3 separate regions of the Mus musculus genome follow, and regions 2 and 3 are each linked to region 1. The links are chromatin contacts, called in public Micro-C and promoter capture Hi-C maps. All regions are on one chromosome and are shown on one strand. Each heading gives the region's core, a stretch centred on a gene start, on an enhancer-like site or on the middle of the called end of the contact. The rest is flanking DNA. Distances are from core to core; before and after follow the strand shown. Region 1 overlaps Gm46414 (a long non-coding RNA gene). Region 2 overlaps Shc3 (src homology 2 domain-containing transforming protein C3). Region 3 holds the start of Spin1 (spindlin 1).

Region 1 (4,500 bases), core at 1,465-3,964:
CCACCTTGAGTGACAGGGCTCCTCTAACAAGGCCACACCTCCTAATCCTTCCCAAACAGTTCCATAAACTAGGGACCAAGCATTCAAATATATGAGCCCATAGAAGCCATTCTTGTTCAAACTACCACATACCCACCTGAGATGTTGTCCACTGGCCTGGCCGGGGCATTTTGATTCAATGCCACAAGCCTGAACTAGATTGTGACAGTCTGTGTGGGTGGCATGGACATCTATCCAGTGTGCTGTGCCCTCATTTGCAAGGCTTCTCTCTTGTTGTCATGTGTGACCAGGTCTACTTTAGTGGAACATGGCCTTCAGCCAGTGTTCTCACAGTAGCTGTCCTAAGAGGGAACCCCACGGGAACCAAAACAGAAATGAAGCTTTGCTGGAGCTTGTGGCTGAGGGTTAGAGCTGGGCCTGTCACAACCCACATCACGAGTTTCTGGAACCATAGAAGAAAGCGGAGGTGGCCAGAGGAACAAGGGACTGTTAAGCTCTGAGGTGCTTCAGGCCAGGATTTGCCTGCTGTTTGGGAGTCTTTGTGACGTCTTTGTGATTTGACCGTTTTCTTGAAAGCTTGTTGTAAAGCCATCAGCCATGTTTTCTACATGTCCTCCTGTTCCATGGAGAAATCTCACTTGGTAAATGCTGTTCAGAGTGACAGGTGAGAATGCATATGCAAGACCATCAGGAAAGAATGGCAGTCCAGAGGACCCAAGTTCACTTCCCAGCCCCTATATGGTGGCTCACAACTCCTTGTACCTCCAGTTCCAGAGGGCCTAACACCCTCTTCTGGTCTCCATGAATGCTGCACTCAAGTATAAACAGGCAGACATAATTAAAACTAAAATAAACTCTTTTAAAGCTTGCCACTCAGGATCCAGTGGTTCCTGGCTATGCTCCCCCACCCCCGATGGAATCCACCCTACTCACCTTCACCCCAGCATATGGAGGAGTGGTTGGGATCTTTTCCCTGCAGCAGTGGGATGGAGTACTAGAAGTGTCTGTACTGGTAGTCTATCTGTGGAGTGAGAAGACAGAGCTCTGCAGAGCAGGACACCAGACGGGCTGGATCATACCTGGGTCGGTAGAGTGGATACTCTTCAAATGCAGCGTGGAGGCCATAGGACTCAGTAAACATTGTGTGTGTGTGTGTGTGTGGGTTTTATAGGCATGTGTGTATGTGTGTGTGTGTTTTACAGGTATGTGTGTATGTGTGTGGGTTTTATAGGCATGTGTGTATGTGTGTGTGTGTTTTACAGGTATGTGTGTATGTGTGTGTATGTATGTGTGTGTTTTATAGTGTGTTTTATAGGTGTGTGTGTATGTGTGTGTTTTATAGATGTGGTGTGTGTTATAGGTGTACATGTGTTTTATAGGTATATATATGTGTGTGTGTATTTTATAGGTGTGGTGGTGTAAGTGTGTATTTTATAGGTGTGTGTATGTTCTTGTGTGTGCACATGTGCAGCTGTGGAAGCCAGAGGTTGACATCAGGTGTTTCCTTTCACTCTTCTCCATGTTATTTTTTGAAGCAAAGTGGACCTGAAACTCCCCAGTTCTGCTAGGCTAGCTGGTCAGAGGATCGCAGAGGTCATCCTGTCTCTGCCTCTTAGTACTAGCTATGTGCCTATGTACCCAGGCTTTTCTGGAGGTGCTGAAAATTCAAACTCAGGTCCCCATGTTGATGTAGCAAACACTTTACCAACTGTGCCATCCCCCTAGCCCCTCAACAAACATTGTGTGCCAAGTTCTGTCTGAAATTGTCAAGGTACCAAGAAGACTTTCATGGGACCATGCTATTTTTGAGATCCAGGGATAAGCAGGGATCTTGTCCCGAGTCTCCCTAGACCCTGGGATGTTCTGATGGGTGCCCAAGATCTTCCTTAGAGAACACTTGATTGCCAAAGAGGGATCAGCAGACAGGAGCATGCAAAGAACACCCACGTGGGAAAGCAACTCAGCTGAGCTTCCTTACTTTAAAGATGGGAAGAGCCCTTTCCACATTCACAGAATTGGTGACACTTCAGAGTCAGAAAAGTGAGGCTGGGGTCTTATCTCCCTCCCCGTAAAACACCGCTGCAGTAGAAGGCAGCTTTGTGCGGCCATTTGCCCATCTGGGAAAGAGAATGGTTGTGGTGGAGATCTGCAATTACGACTCAGCATGAGGCCCAGTGACTAGAATAATGGAAGCTGTCAGTAAACGACAACTCTTAAGATCGTTATTAGAAAACTCTGCTCTGGGTAGAACCAGTGTGTCACCCAAGTGAGGGGCAGCAGGGCATAGCACAAGTCACTTCTCTTCTCTGCCCCCTCCCCCACCTCTCCAGTGTTCCCTTTCTTGTATTGTGCTAGGCTGACTGATAATGAAAGTTTTTACATGGATGGATTTCTTTCATAATCATAACAAATCCAATAGAAGCTGCCAGATGTTTCTGCTCGGCCAAAGAATGAAGTTAATGGATGCGTATCAGCGCTCAAAGCTAAGATTTAAAGACTGATTGCTAAGGACAAGCATCCGTTAAAGAAAAAAAAATGTATAGGTTGGCATTTCAGCATTCCCAGGCAGCACAAACTAGTGTTTGATCACATCTGGTCCCCATCAAGCCTGAAGTGTTACATAAATACACGCACAGTTTATAGGGTGAGGCGGCCATATGGAGACAGGCTAAGCTTTGTTCTGTTTAAGCTCTTGCAGATGAGGCCCAGGAGGCTGCCTGACAGCCATGGGCTTCTCAAGGGATGAAGCTCTTTGCTCTACTCAGCGCATCTGGAGCAGAGATTCCATTGCCTACCTCTCCATACCAGCAGTCCTTACTCATATCCACACTGGGCGGAGGTCAGTTTATAAGTTAGGGACCTGTGAGTTCCACCCACCTCTCTACATCCATCCATTTCCTAGCCAAGCATCCATCTGCTGAGGTTTGAATGAGTCATGTCCCCCGTAGACTTGGGGATTTGAACACTTGGTCCCCAGCTGATGGTGCTGTTTGGAGAGGTGGTGAACCTTGCTGGAGGAAGCACATTACAGGAGAAGGCTTTGAGGTGACACAGCCTCCTCCTAGTTCCCATTTGCTAGGTCTGCTTTGTACTCGTGTTTGAAGATGTAAACTTGCGGCTTCTGGCTCCTCCTGCCTTTCTTGCTGCCCGTGCTGTCGTGCTACACGGCCTCAATGGATTTTTACCCTTCTGGAACCTCAGGCCAAGATAAACTCCTTCCATAACTTGCTTTTTGGTCATTATTGTCTTCTCACTACAGCAGAGTAGTCAGCAGTGCGTCAGCCACCCTTCTGTCTGTCTGTCCTTTATATCTCCGTTTGTCTCGCGCTAATATCGATTAATTTATATCCCCATCTCTTTATCCAGCCCTTTATAAACCCCTCCTTTAATCTTTTGTACGTACACACATCCTCCCATTCACCCAACAATGTCGCTGAGTACCCATCTCCTTTTGTCCATTTGCTCAGTGAGTATATCTCCTAATGTGTGCAAAGCCCTGCTCCAGGCACATAGAATCTGGTAGCAATCAAGTCGCCTAGTGTCCCTTGTGCATTTCTGGAGGGAGAGATGAACATTAAGCACAGCGATTCAATGGGAGGGTGCTAAGTGTTCCAAGGGTATGCTATAGGAGAATCCTCCTGACCAAAGGTCCAGAAAAGGCTCTCAGAGTGCTCAAGGTGGGCAGGGGGCCCTTCAGGCCCTGGCCCTGCTGTAGATGCTGCTCCTGGTGGCTTCATGGTTGGTGATTCCTGATGACACAGTTTCCAAAGCCAGGCGATCCCTCCTCCAAGCCAAAGCATTCCGAGTTTCTCAGTAGCAGGTCTAACATAAGGAACGAAGCCGAGAAAGATGTATCCCTTTAACCATAGTGAAGGATGAGAAGGAGAACCGGCTTTTAAAATTCTTCCTGCCCAAGGCATGGTGACATGAGATGTCACAGGCGGGTCCCACCCTGTGTCCAGAGCTGACCACACCATTGTATGTGGTTTGCTTTGCAGAAGGAACAAGCCACTGTGAGCCATCTCTCTTCTTAAGCCCAGCACACTTATTTGCAATGGGCATCTCATCTCTCCATGCCCTTGTGTGGTCAACCTGACCCAGATAAGAAACAAGAAGCAGAAAACACCTTATTCTGGCCCCTGGGGGAAAGAGTCATTTTACAAAAAGCCCCCTCCATCTAGGGCCATCTATTTTCTGAGGAGCCTAACTGTTGGCAGGCAGGCTGGGGGACTGTAAGGCTGGGTCTTAGCAGTGATTACACATTAGAAGTAATTACACTGGTCTTGTTTTTGTTGTCCATAGCCATGCCTAGATCTCAGGCACGGGGACTCTGGTTTTGCCCTAGGGTATAATTTGTTTGTAGGGACATCATTTTTATGCCACTCCCAAGCTGGCTACCTGTGCTGTGGCCATTCATTTCCTGTGGTATAGGGTAGCAGTTATACAACCCAGAGGGCTTTGTTCTCTGTGACCTATACTTTGGGAAGCAGGAGAGGCCCT
Region 2 (4,500 bases), core at 562-3,061, 170 kb after region 1:
TAAAATAAAAATGTCATCCAACCAGAAGACTAGGTTTCATTTGCCAGTGTCTGCAGATGAGCAAGCGGGTAAGCAGCCGGCAGAACTGGCTCCCTGTTTTATAGTCGGTAAGTTTTAGCCACTAACCTGCATCCCACACACGGAGGATCCATATTTGGTGTGATGCTTTGTTGACGACAGATGTTATAACTTGTAGTGAAAAAGACACCTCACCCCCACCCCCAGTTCCACCTTCCCGCCGTCTATCACCTCTGACCTGCCCAAGGCAGTCTATGCTCCAGATCGCAAAATTGGCATGAATCTTTTCAAGTGTTTCTGACAAGTTATCCCTTTTCCCACCCCTGAGGGAAAAACAGAAGACCAATTTTCTAGAGAAAGGTTTCAATCTGCCCTCCTGTCTTCTGCGATGCGTTATAAGACCCAGGGCTGGCGAGTGGCTCAGAAGGCAATGTTGCTTGCCTTGGTGACACTTGATGTCCTGAGTTCGATTCCCAGGGCCCACATGACAGAAGGAGAGAAGCCCTACAAGTTGTCCTGTGACTTCTACGCATGCATGATGGCGCCCTGCCACCACACACAGACGTGAGCTCTGTCACGCAAACAAGAGACACTTCTTTTCACAGTAGCCTTTATTGCCAACAACAGACTTAACACTTACAGTCACTGAAACAATTAACTATTTAAAAATGGTTACTCCTCTCAATCTTTGAGCCGTGGTTATTCTGTGTGCTGGGAAAGAGCCGGTCACAGAAAGATAACAAGGTGCATTTTATAGAAAATGTCTAATGACATCGCCGCCAGTTCCATGCTTTGGAGACTAGTGACAAATGAAAAAAATGAAAACAAACAAACAAACAAAAAAACAAAAACCTCATCACCCACATAGTTGTCTAAGTCAGAGGGCAGAGGGTCAGCTCTGAGCTCTGGGATTGGAAGTGCATGGGTGGCCGTCCCAATGATAAAGGCACATGTTCCAGTACCTAATAATAACAAGAAGAGCAGCATTGTCTAGGGTTAGCCTGCCACCAGCCATACCTCGGCCATGGTGATGGGATGTTCTATGCTGCCTCCTCGTGGTTATCCCAGAAGCTCGGCTGTGGTGTGCCAGGACCGTGGTGGAGGGCATGAGACCGAAAGCAACACCGTTTCTCTAAAGAGTCCCTGCAGGTGAGGGAGTCCAAGCTGCCTGATCACCTTCACCTGTTATCTCTTGGGAATGCCAAATGGTCGTCAAATCGCCTAAGTTTTATCAAAGAAAAATATTAGAAAACTTAAAGTTGACTTTGTATTTCTGCTCCTCAACAGGTGACTTAGGGAGCCAATCCCAGGCCAGTATCAAAGTGGCAAGGGGCGGTTGGCCACACTCCCAGGCAGTAACTGTTACAGTAACTGTTGGTGTTTCACAATGGTTAACAGAAACAAAAAGAAATTTCAAATATGTATATATCAATATGTATAATTGGCCACCCGAATGCTTTTGGAAAACTGTTCAATACCTTGTTACACATTACATTTACACTGAGCTGTCCCCTAATCCTGGGGCTTTTGAACATCAAATGTCTCATTCTGAACACAAAGAAATTCACATAAATTTCACAATACTCAGAAACAAGTTATATCCAAAAGTCAGTTGAACAGAGAACATTCAATTGGCAACTCACACATAGTGTTGTTAAACAAAGAAGAAGAAGAAGAGGAAAAGAAACTAGTTGTCCCCAGACTAGTTAGTCTACTGTCTCTGCCTTGTGAACTGTTGCTTGACTCCGCTGTGAGTGACTTTGGTTGTGGTAAAGGAATTTCCTCCAGTGTGAACCTGTATGTCCTCAGGAGCTCGGGTTTCAGATTCACCCCATAGGTTCTGTCCTCTATGTACAGTGGGTACATAAAGCTGTCCATTTCCTGTGGTTTCTCTTTCACCCATAGGTGTGTCTGGGGGTCTCAGGGACTCACTTACCCCCAGGGCATCTGAGAGGGCAGCGAGAGGAAAGGAAAGCTTTTCAACCTGTCCTCCGGCATCCTACTGACATCAGCAGATTCCATGAGGGACACCAACTTGAACTTTTGCACCCTTTTCTTCCTCAAGGGTACAACTGCGCCACCTGCTGTTTAAAAGCCTTCAGCGCCTCCAGCTCAGTCCTGAGCCTGATCCTTGGTCCATACTGAATGTGAGCACACCAGCCCTGAAAGCCTCCCCGACTCCCACTCCAACACTCTCACACTTCATGTGTGTGTTGGAGGAGGGGCTCCAGTTAGATTATAAACAGGAACAGATTCACCTTATGTTCCCTTCTCTGTCCCACAAGTCCCTGCAGGACCTGCTACATAGGATCTAAGGTATAAATGTGGCCAGGAGGGCTGGCCAGCCAAGTCCGGTTGTGGTAAGTCAGGCTGGGTCAAGAAAGGATGTGGGTCTGTGGGTGTTTCATCTGCATGTCCCTTTTCCTTTTCTCTAACACCTGCCTCTTCCTTGTCTTCTGCTGGCTACCCTTCTGTTTAGTTCTCTTGAGACATGGCCTCGTTTAGCCCAGGTTGACCCTGAGCTAGCCTTTACCATCCAAGTTCTGGGATTACAGAAATGCACCACACTCCTGGCTTGCTTTCCCTCTCTCTCGGCCTGCAGTGAGAGCCCTACTTCCCTTTTTGTACCATGGTCTCAGAGTCCACGACACCCAGAACTCTGCTCCACAGGTCTGCAAATGAGAGCAAATCAACCGCCAAGCTCTTGGTGCCATTTCTCATATACAGGTCATCCAATGCAGGAAACCCCAGAGGCTCAGTAGAGAGAGACCCAACACAGAGCTGGTCTGCATCTGGACATACACATGCTGTGGTGCGCATTCCATCTGAACTAAAGAAAGCTCGTGTACGTGTATACTACACACATGCAGTTCACACTCAGAAAGCCTTAGTATAAAGTTGCAATTTTTTTCTAGCTGATATAAAATGTGCCAGTTTTAAAACTGTGCATTTGTTGCTTGCAAACTTATAAATATGTATAAACCCCATTATAAATAAATCCTGTCTGGCAGATGGCATTTTATCTGCCAGCCACAGTTGCAGGGAGTTATAAGTACTTATTAATTCCCCATTTTCAAATTCACGGCATGGGCCTGGGAAATATGATGTGAAGTGGTGTGAAATTTTCTTCATAATTGGTGGGGGTGGGAGGGAGATGGAGATGGAGTCCACCAGTAAGCGTCAAGGAAGGGGTGGAGGCTCACCAGTCAATATCAAAGCCAAGATCCTTAGCATTAGCATGTCCTCACACTGAAAAGGCAAGTGCTCTACCCTCACACTAGGCCTGCTGAGTCAGGAGCCCAAGGGCCAGAGCCCTGAAATCCATGTGTGGATCAGGCAGCCTGGTTCTTCGATGTCTGCCTTCTGCTCTGAGACTGATATTTTATAAATACCAGCCTCTGCCCCAGGATGTCCCAGTTCACAGAGTGTGCACAGGTATGCACAAGGCTGGGCAGAAATCTCTGGAGATAGCCTTCCATCCATGCTGACTGTGGTGGAGCTCCTCCATGCCCCACCCACTAGCTAACCCAGGTGTCTTCAGTTCTGTTCCTGGGGCTTAACAGCAAATAGATGCCCACAATGTATCCTGGGTGGACTCGTGTTCCACAATGCAACCATTCCACAGCAGCTACTTCCTTCTTGACTTCTGGGATCATTTCCAAAGTAAGCTATATGGACCCAAATCCCCCCTCCATCCCCACCCCCACCCCCAGCTCCCCTTGGTAGAATACCAGCTAAGTCACCAACCACAGGTCCTGACTCTCTCAGGCAAATGGCTCAGTCCTTCCTGTACTTCAAAAGGTGGAGTATGTTGCTTCCATGTGAGCTACATGTCTGAGCCTCAAAAGGCCTTAGTAAGTCCTGCATTCTTTCCTAGATCTAGCCATTGACCACTGCCATCCAATTTTTTCAGCTGAAATACAAGGGCCCCTTCAGCTGAAACATCTCGAAAGCACCTGCCCATTATCCCAGAAGGGCAAAATTTCTAGGTTTGTAATATGTTCCAGGAGTGGGGTTTATTATCTACATTGTCTTTCTTGAAAACACACACACACACTTCAAAATTTCCATAAGAACTAGCATCACACATATGTTTCTGAGCACATGGTTTCATTTGCAACCTTTCTACTACCCTCCTCCTATTTAAAATCTGGCTGTCACCATCCACAAAAGCTGTTTATAGATGGCCTACCACTTTGGGCCCATGGAGGAGGAGTGAGATACGTTCTGTCAGTGAAGAGTCCCAGGAAGTCACTTTATATATTTATTTCTCTATCCACACCACTCTTTGAAGGAAGCACAAGTCATGGTGTCAGAGAACCTATTGTTCAGGTTGTACCAGGATGAGCTTCATGGGGGTGGCCTCTGCTGCATCACTGTCTTGGGGACTGAGTTGGATTTCAACTCAACTCACTTCAACAAGAAGAGAATGTGGCACTGGATCTAACGTGGAATGGAGGTGTCCACTCTATAGCCACTCCT
Region 3 (4,500 bases), core at 582-3,081, 160 kb before region 1:
TCAGGAATCAAAACTCCAAAATGGATGGGCCCACCAGTGATGGATTTCTGCTTAATTAAACCATTTGATATGGATCTTTGAGGTAAAAAAAATATACCTTTAATCCAGACCTTTTGAGGTGGGAAGAGACACGGTTAATGTGGATCTTCTGAGGTAGGAAGACATACCTTTAATCTGGGGCACACTTGTTGGCAGCTTATTTAAAGGACACGGAATAAGGAAGTTTTTGCTCTTTGCTGTCTCACTAGCAAGTCCATTCCTTCACTCACATTATAGCCTGCTTGAGATTCCAGCGTATGCTGAAGACCAGATGAGACATTCAGCTTTCAGTACTGAACAACTACTGAATTCCTGGACCTTCTGTGGGTAGACAGCCATTGCTGGACTAACTTGATCAAAGCCTGTGAGGTATTCTAATACATACTCTTTCCATATGTATATATTCATTTTGTAAGTTCTGTTCCTCTAGAGAACAGAAAAAAAAAAACAAACCAAAAAAAACCAGGCGTGTCACCAAGGAAACGGAAGTGTTCCATACTGTCACTCCAGCCTCCTTCCCTATCACACCCTTCCTTGTTCCTGTCAGCCTCCACGATCAAACATTAAACACAACAAAAGCTAATCTTCTCTCAGTGATCTCCAGGCTGGCTGCATCTCTACTGAAATTAGCCCTCTCTTCGGTCTGTGACTACGTTGCTCCTGCCAAGAATGTCATCTGAGACAAGCATTTTAATTTGAGCAGGCACATATCAATCTTATTTTGAAAAAAAAAAAAAAAGTGCCAATGGAATCCCAAAGAGCACAGCGAACTAAGAGCCGTGCTGCAGGTTTGGAGTGCGCAAAGGGCTTTCCAATAACGTCTTGTAATTCGACCTGGCAACACTCTGGCAGGAGGCTTATTACAATGCGGCAGTGCTACAGCACTCGAGGAACCAGGTCGGTGACCGCCTGGATCCAGACACTGGGTTAAAGGAGGGAAGGAGACCCAGACGAAGCTTCAGGTCCCGTATTTCACTTCCCCTCAAACCAAACCATCCCGGACGTTTTCTTTTTCTCTCTTTCCTTGCCCACAGCCAAACAGATCCTCAATAGGCGATCTTAACTGGAACCAGAGTCGCACGGATTCTCGTGCGATCGTGGGAAGTCTTGGCTTGCAGCCTCGCGAGGAGCCCGGGGTGACTTCTAGAGCAGCGGCTGCAGCTAGGCCAAGGCTAGGTGTTTGCAGCAGCCACCCTCAGCAGGTGTTCGCAGGAGGCCCTGAGCTTTGCAAGCTGAGCCTAGTTCCTCAGCCACTGCGCAGTGCGGCGTACAGCAAGGCGGTGTGTCTTCAAGGGAGCATGGGGGAGCCTATCCATATTTTTAAAGGGCTCGCGTCCTGCAGTCCAAAGCTGCTGCTCCGCAGGAAAGTGCACCTGCGCGGCGCACGGTCATGTGACCTAGCCTCCTGCATCTCCGCAGCTAGCCAGGCAGCTACCCGAGACAGCAGACGTAAGGTCCCAGGACAAAGAGTCAGGATAGCTCCTGGAAGCCGTCCTCCCGTGCAAGAGTAAATACCAACGCCCGCTACTCTCCGTTCGTCTTCCCGACCCTGCTCCGCTTGTAAGAGAGGCCGGCTCTACGCCAGGCCCGCGGCTCCCCAGCGTGTACCTCGCCGCTCCGGGTGCGCGCCCCACCCTCCAGGTGAGCAGCGCCAGGCCCCGCCCCCGCCGCCAGGGCCCGCCTCCCACCCGCGCCTGCGCAGTGCGTCCGGCGGCGCCGGGCGCCGGGGCGGCGCGGCCGTCGCAGTTCGGCGGGCGCAGTGCGCGTGCGCCGTGGCGGCCGGGGGGCGGGCGGCGGCCGCGGCGAGGAGCGGGGGTGGGGAGGCGCCGTCTGGCTCGGGCTGGGCCGGCGGGGAGCACGAGCGAACCACGGCGGCCCCGTGGGCAGCCTCGGTGGCCGACAGGTGAGACGCGCGTGGGGCTGGCTGCAGGGCCGTGAGGGGGGAAGCGAGTGGGCCTCTCACGGCGCGCGGACCCAGGTGAGCATAGCCCGCGGGGCCCCGGGCGCATTGTCCGCGGGCGGCGCCCCTCAGCGCCCCCTGCCGGCCGGGCTCGGTGGGGCCGGGGCGCGGCGGGCTGGGGCCGGGGCGTGCGCGAGTTCCTTTGTTCGTCGCCCCCGCCCGGTCCCCGCCGCCCCCGCCAACATGGCGCTCGCGGGGTCCCTGCCCCAGCCCCGCGGCCGCTTCCCGCGCGCTTTGTTCCGTGCCGGGCGGGGGGCGGGGGCGGGGGCATTGCGTAACCGGGCGGGGGAGGGGCGTGGCGGGACCCCCGCGACGGGTCATCCCGGTGACGCCCTGCCTGGGGGGCTCGGGGCGCGGGCCTGCGTGACCTTGGGTTTGCCTCCCCGAATGCGCCCGATAGATGTGCGGTGCGGATACTGCGCAGCGCCGGGGGTCGCGGTCCCTGGCGGCTTCCTGCACGGATGGTGCGTTCTGGGCCTTTCCGGGAGGCGGGGGGTGTCGGGTTGAGAAATGGCTTCAGTCATCCACGACGTTGCCTGCGCATCTCAAAGTTTGTTTACGCAATTGTTTTTATATTGATTTGGTTTCGATGGTCTATGAATTGGGTTTCGGGTTTTGTAAGGATTTTTCTCTCTGTGTGTGTGTGTGTGTGTGCGCGCGCGCGTGCAGTCTTACTTCTGGTTTAAAGGCTTGTTTATTTATCGTGTACATCCAAAAGCAATACAAGATTCGTTCAAGTGTTGTAAAGGATTTTAGTGTGACTAGCGAGAAAGATGGTATCCGTATCGAAATGCGAATGCCTCACTAACTTTCCTTGGAATTTTCTGGAAGAAGCTGCAGCCTGAAAGGATTGATGGAGAGTAATTGCCTTCTGCATAGCTTTTGTTAGAGAGTGAAAATGAAACCGGATCTTAGACGTTTTTTTACCTATACATCCTGAGCGCACTTCTGAGGTGGTGAAATTTTGGAAAGATAGAAGAGGCACATCTTTAGCCTTTTTAACCCCTTCAGTATTAGTTAATGGGTGAACACGATTTACAGGATGTCCGTTATCAGATTTGGTAATTGTGTATTAACGTAGCCTGCTATGTTTATAAAAACGTGTAGTGTTTCTCTCAATAAGTAAAACGAAATTAGCTTTAAAATCCTACTTTGACATGCCTAAGAAATGGATCAAGCAAAAGGCTTTCAGTCTAAGTGAATTTGTATGAGGTCTCCTGTACTCTAGACTGGCCTTGCGCCACTCTCCTTTTTCCGCCTGGAGTACAATCGAGTGAGGGGCTGTCTTTTTATACTTAGGATTTTTGAAATATATGTGTGTGGATGTTTTGTCTGCATATTTGTCTGTGTACCACATGTGTGTCTGGTGCTCAAGGAGTCCAGAAGAGGGCTCTGAACTCCCGGGACTGGAGTTAGACAATGGGAGTGCTGGGAATCAAACACGGGTCCTTTGGAAGAACAGCCAGTGAGTGCTCTTAACCGCTGAGCCATGCTTAAGGTTTTTTAAAAATAGATTTTCACTATGGAATTTCTCTAGTCAAGCCCACTTTAGTGTTCAAAGGAGGTGCTTTAAGCCTTTCTGGGATAGCTAAGCTCTGATGCTGCCCATCTCTTACATAGGATAGGGTGGTCACCCTTCACCAGGCCTAGTAACAGGATTGTAACCCTAGTTGTTGAGGAGGGTTGGAAGTTTAAGGACAGCTTGTATAATTTAAGGTCCTGTTTCAAAAAGTCAGAAGTCTGTGGTAGAGCAGTTGTCCTGCACATACATGTTGGACTCCAGGTTTTGCCTCCTAGTACAACAAACTACCTACCATGTAAACGTTCCTTAAATAGAATAGGTTGTTTTAGGGAATGAAGGCATTTCTTTCATGTTGTGGATACACCCCCAGCATGTGCCCCCAATCTGTGGATAGAGGCTGGGTGGCTGTTTAGGTAGTGTCTTTAATTGCCAGCTCCAGAGCAAACAGCAGTCTGAGGCGGTATGCTCGGCCAGCCCTGTGCCTGAGGCCCTGCCGGTCTGTCATTCTGAGGGATGAGGTGCCCTCTTCTTCTCTCCTTAGGATCACATTTCACATTTTCATTTTGGGAACTCTGAAAAATACTGCTCTTAGTGAGCCTGGGACTTCCTTTTATGGGGCAGTAGAGGGCTGAAGACAAAGGATGAAAGGGAGCTGTGGCCTGAACGTTGCTTCCCTCGAAAAGTGGAAGCCGGGAAAATCCCATAGGAAAACAGCTAGTTCCACATCCAGTCACTTCTGGATGGCGTTCGCCGAGGATCAAAACTGAGTGAGAGCACCTCACTGAGGGACTCTTGTCCTGTGGATTGAACTGGCCTGTTGGGGAAATGTGGTTGTCTTTGATTTTTCTGAAGGTCAGATAACAACTTAGTTTCAGTTTGGATAGCTTCCATAGGAGTGACTCCGTTTTGATCTCTGAGCTGGAAGACCATGGCTTCTGGACTTTTTCTGACTGTGTCCTTACGATGTCTCTCAGCTGTG

What was found. Promoter capture Hi-C pulls out the DNA fragments that hold promoters and counts their contacts. Hi-C and Micro-C count contacts between places; a contact is called where the count stands out from the background.
Region 2: a contact with region 1 is called in a promoter capture Hi-C map of the 3T3-L1 cell line, with 3 times the contacts expected there. The contact joins two enhancer-like sites. A contact is called at or near these places in 1 of 39 promoter capture datasets (the 3T3-L1 cell line), 2 of 15 datasets of contacts at CTCF or cohesin (large pre-B cells and pro-B cells), 7 of 484 Hi-C or Micro-C datasets (the 3T3-L1 cell line, the MNK3 cell line, cerebral cortex and 4 more), 7 of 115 datasets of contacts at active chromatin or transcription factors (the NIH/3T3 cell line, cardiomyocytes, craniofacial prominence and 4 more) and 2 of 9 other capture datasets (embryonic stem cells and liver).
Region 3: a Micro-C map of palatal mesenchyme shows a contact between it and region 1, with 1.9 times the contacts expected there. The contact joins the promoter of Spin1 here to the enhancer-like site in region 1. A contact is called at or near these places in 2 of 39 promoter capture datasets (the C10 cell line and cranial neural crest), 3 of 484 Hi-C or Micro-C datasets (nephron progenitors, palatal mesenchyme and uterus) and 1 of 9 other capture datasets (liver).

What each region holds. Positions count from the first base shown.
Region 1 is chr13:51,256,662-51,261,161 of GRCm38.p6, forward strand. All of the region lies in intron 2 of Gm46414 (a long non-coding RNA gene), which reads left to right. Among named protein-coding and RNA genes, the nearest start is that of Gm46414, 50 kb to the left of the region's middle. Within about 2 kb of position 2,715, at least 46 of the 459 cell types and tissues checked have an H3K27ac peak or open chromatin away from gene starts, as enhancers often do. A contact at or near this core is called in the MNK3 cell line and palatal mesenchyme, where this site is marked.
Region 2 is chr13:51,422,775-51,427,274 of GRCm38.p6, forward strand. Shc3 (src homology 2 domain-containing transforming protein C3) reads right to left here. Exons shown (of 12, transcript NM_009167.5): 12 at 615-4,500. It overlaps S1pr3 (sphingosine-1-phosphate receptor 3), which reads left to right. Exons shown (of 2, transcript NM_010101.4): 2 at 1-23. Among named protein-coding and RNA genes, the nearest start is that of Gm32834, 6.3 kb to the left of the region's middle. Within about 2 kb of position 1,812, at least 15 of the 459 cell types and tissues checked have an H3K27ac peak or open chromatin away from gene starts, as enhancers often do. A contact at or near this core is called in the MNK3 cell line, where this site is marked.
Region 3 is chr13:51,099,049-51,103,548 of GRCm38.p6, forward strand. It overlaps Spin1 (spindlin 1), which reads left to right and starts at 1,832. Exons shown (of 6, transcript NM_146043.4): 1 at 1,832-1,942. 9430083A17Rik (RIKEN cDNA 9430083A17 gene) reads right to left here and starts at 1,679. Exons shown (of 1, transcript NR_029463.1): 1 at 1-1,679.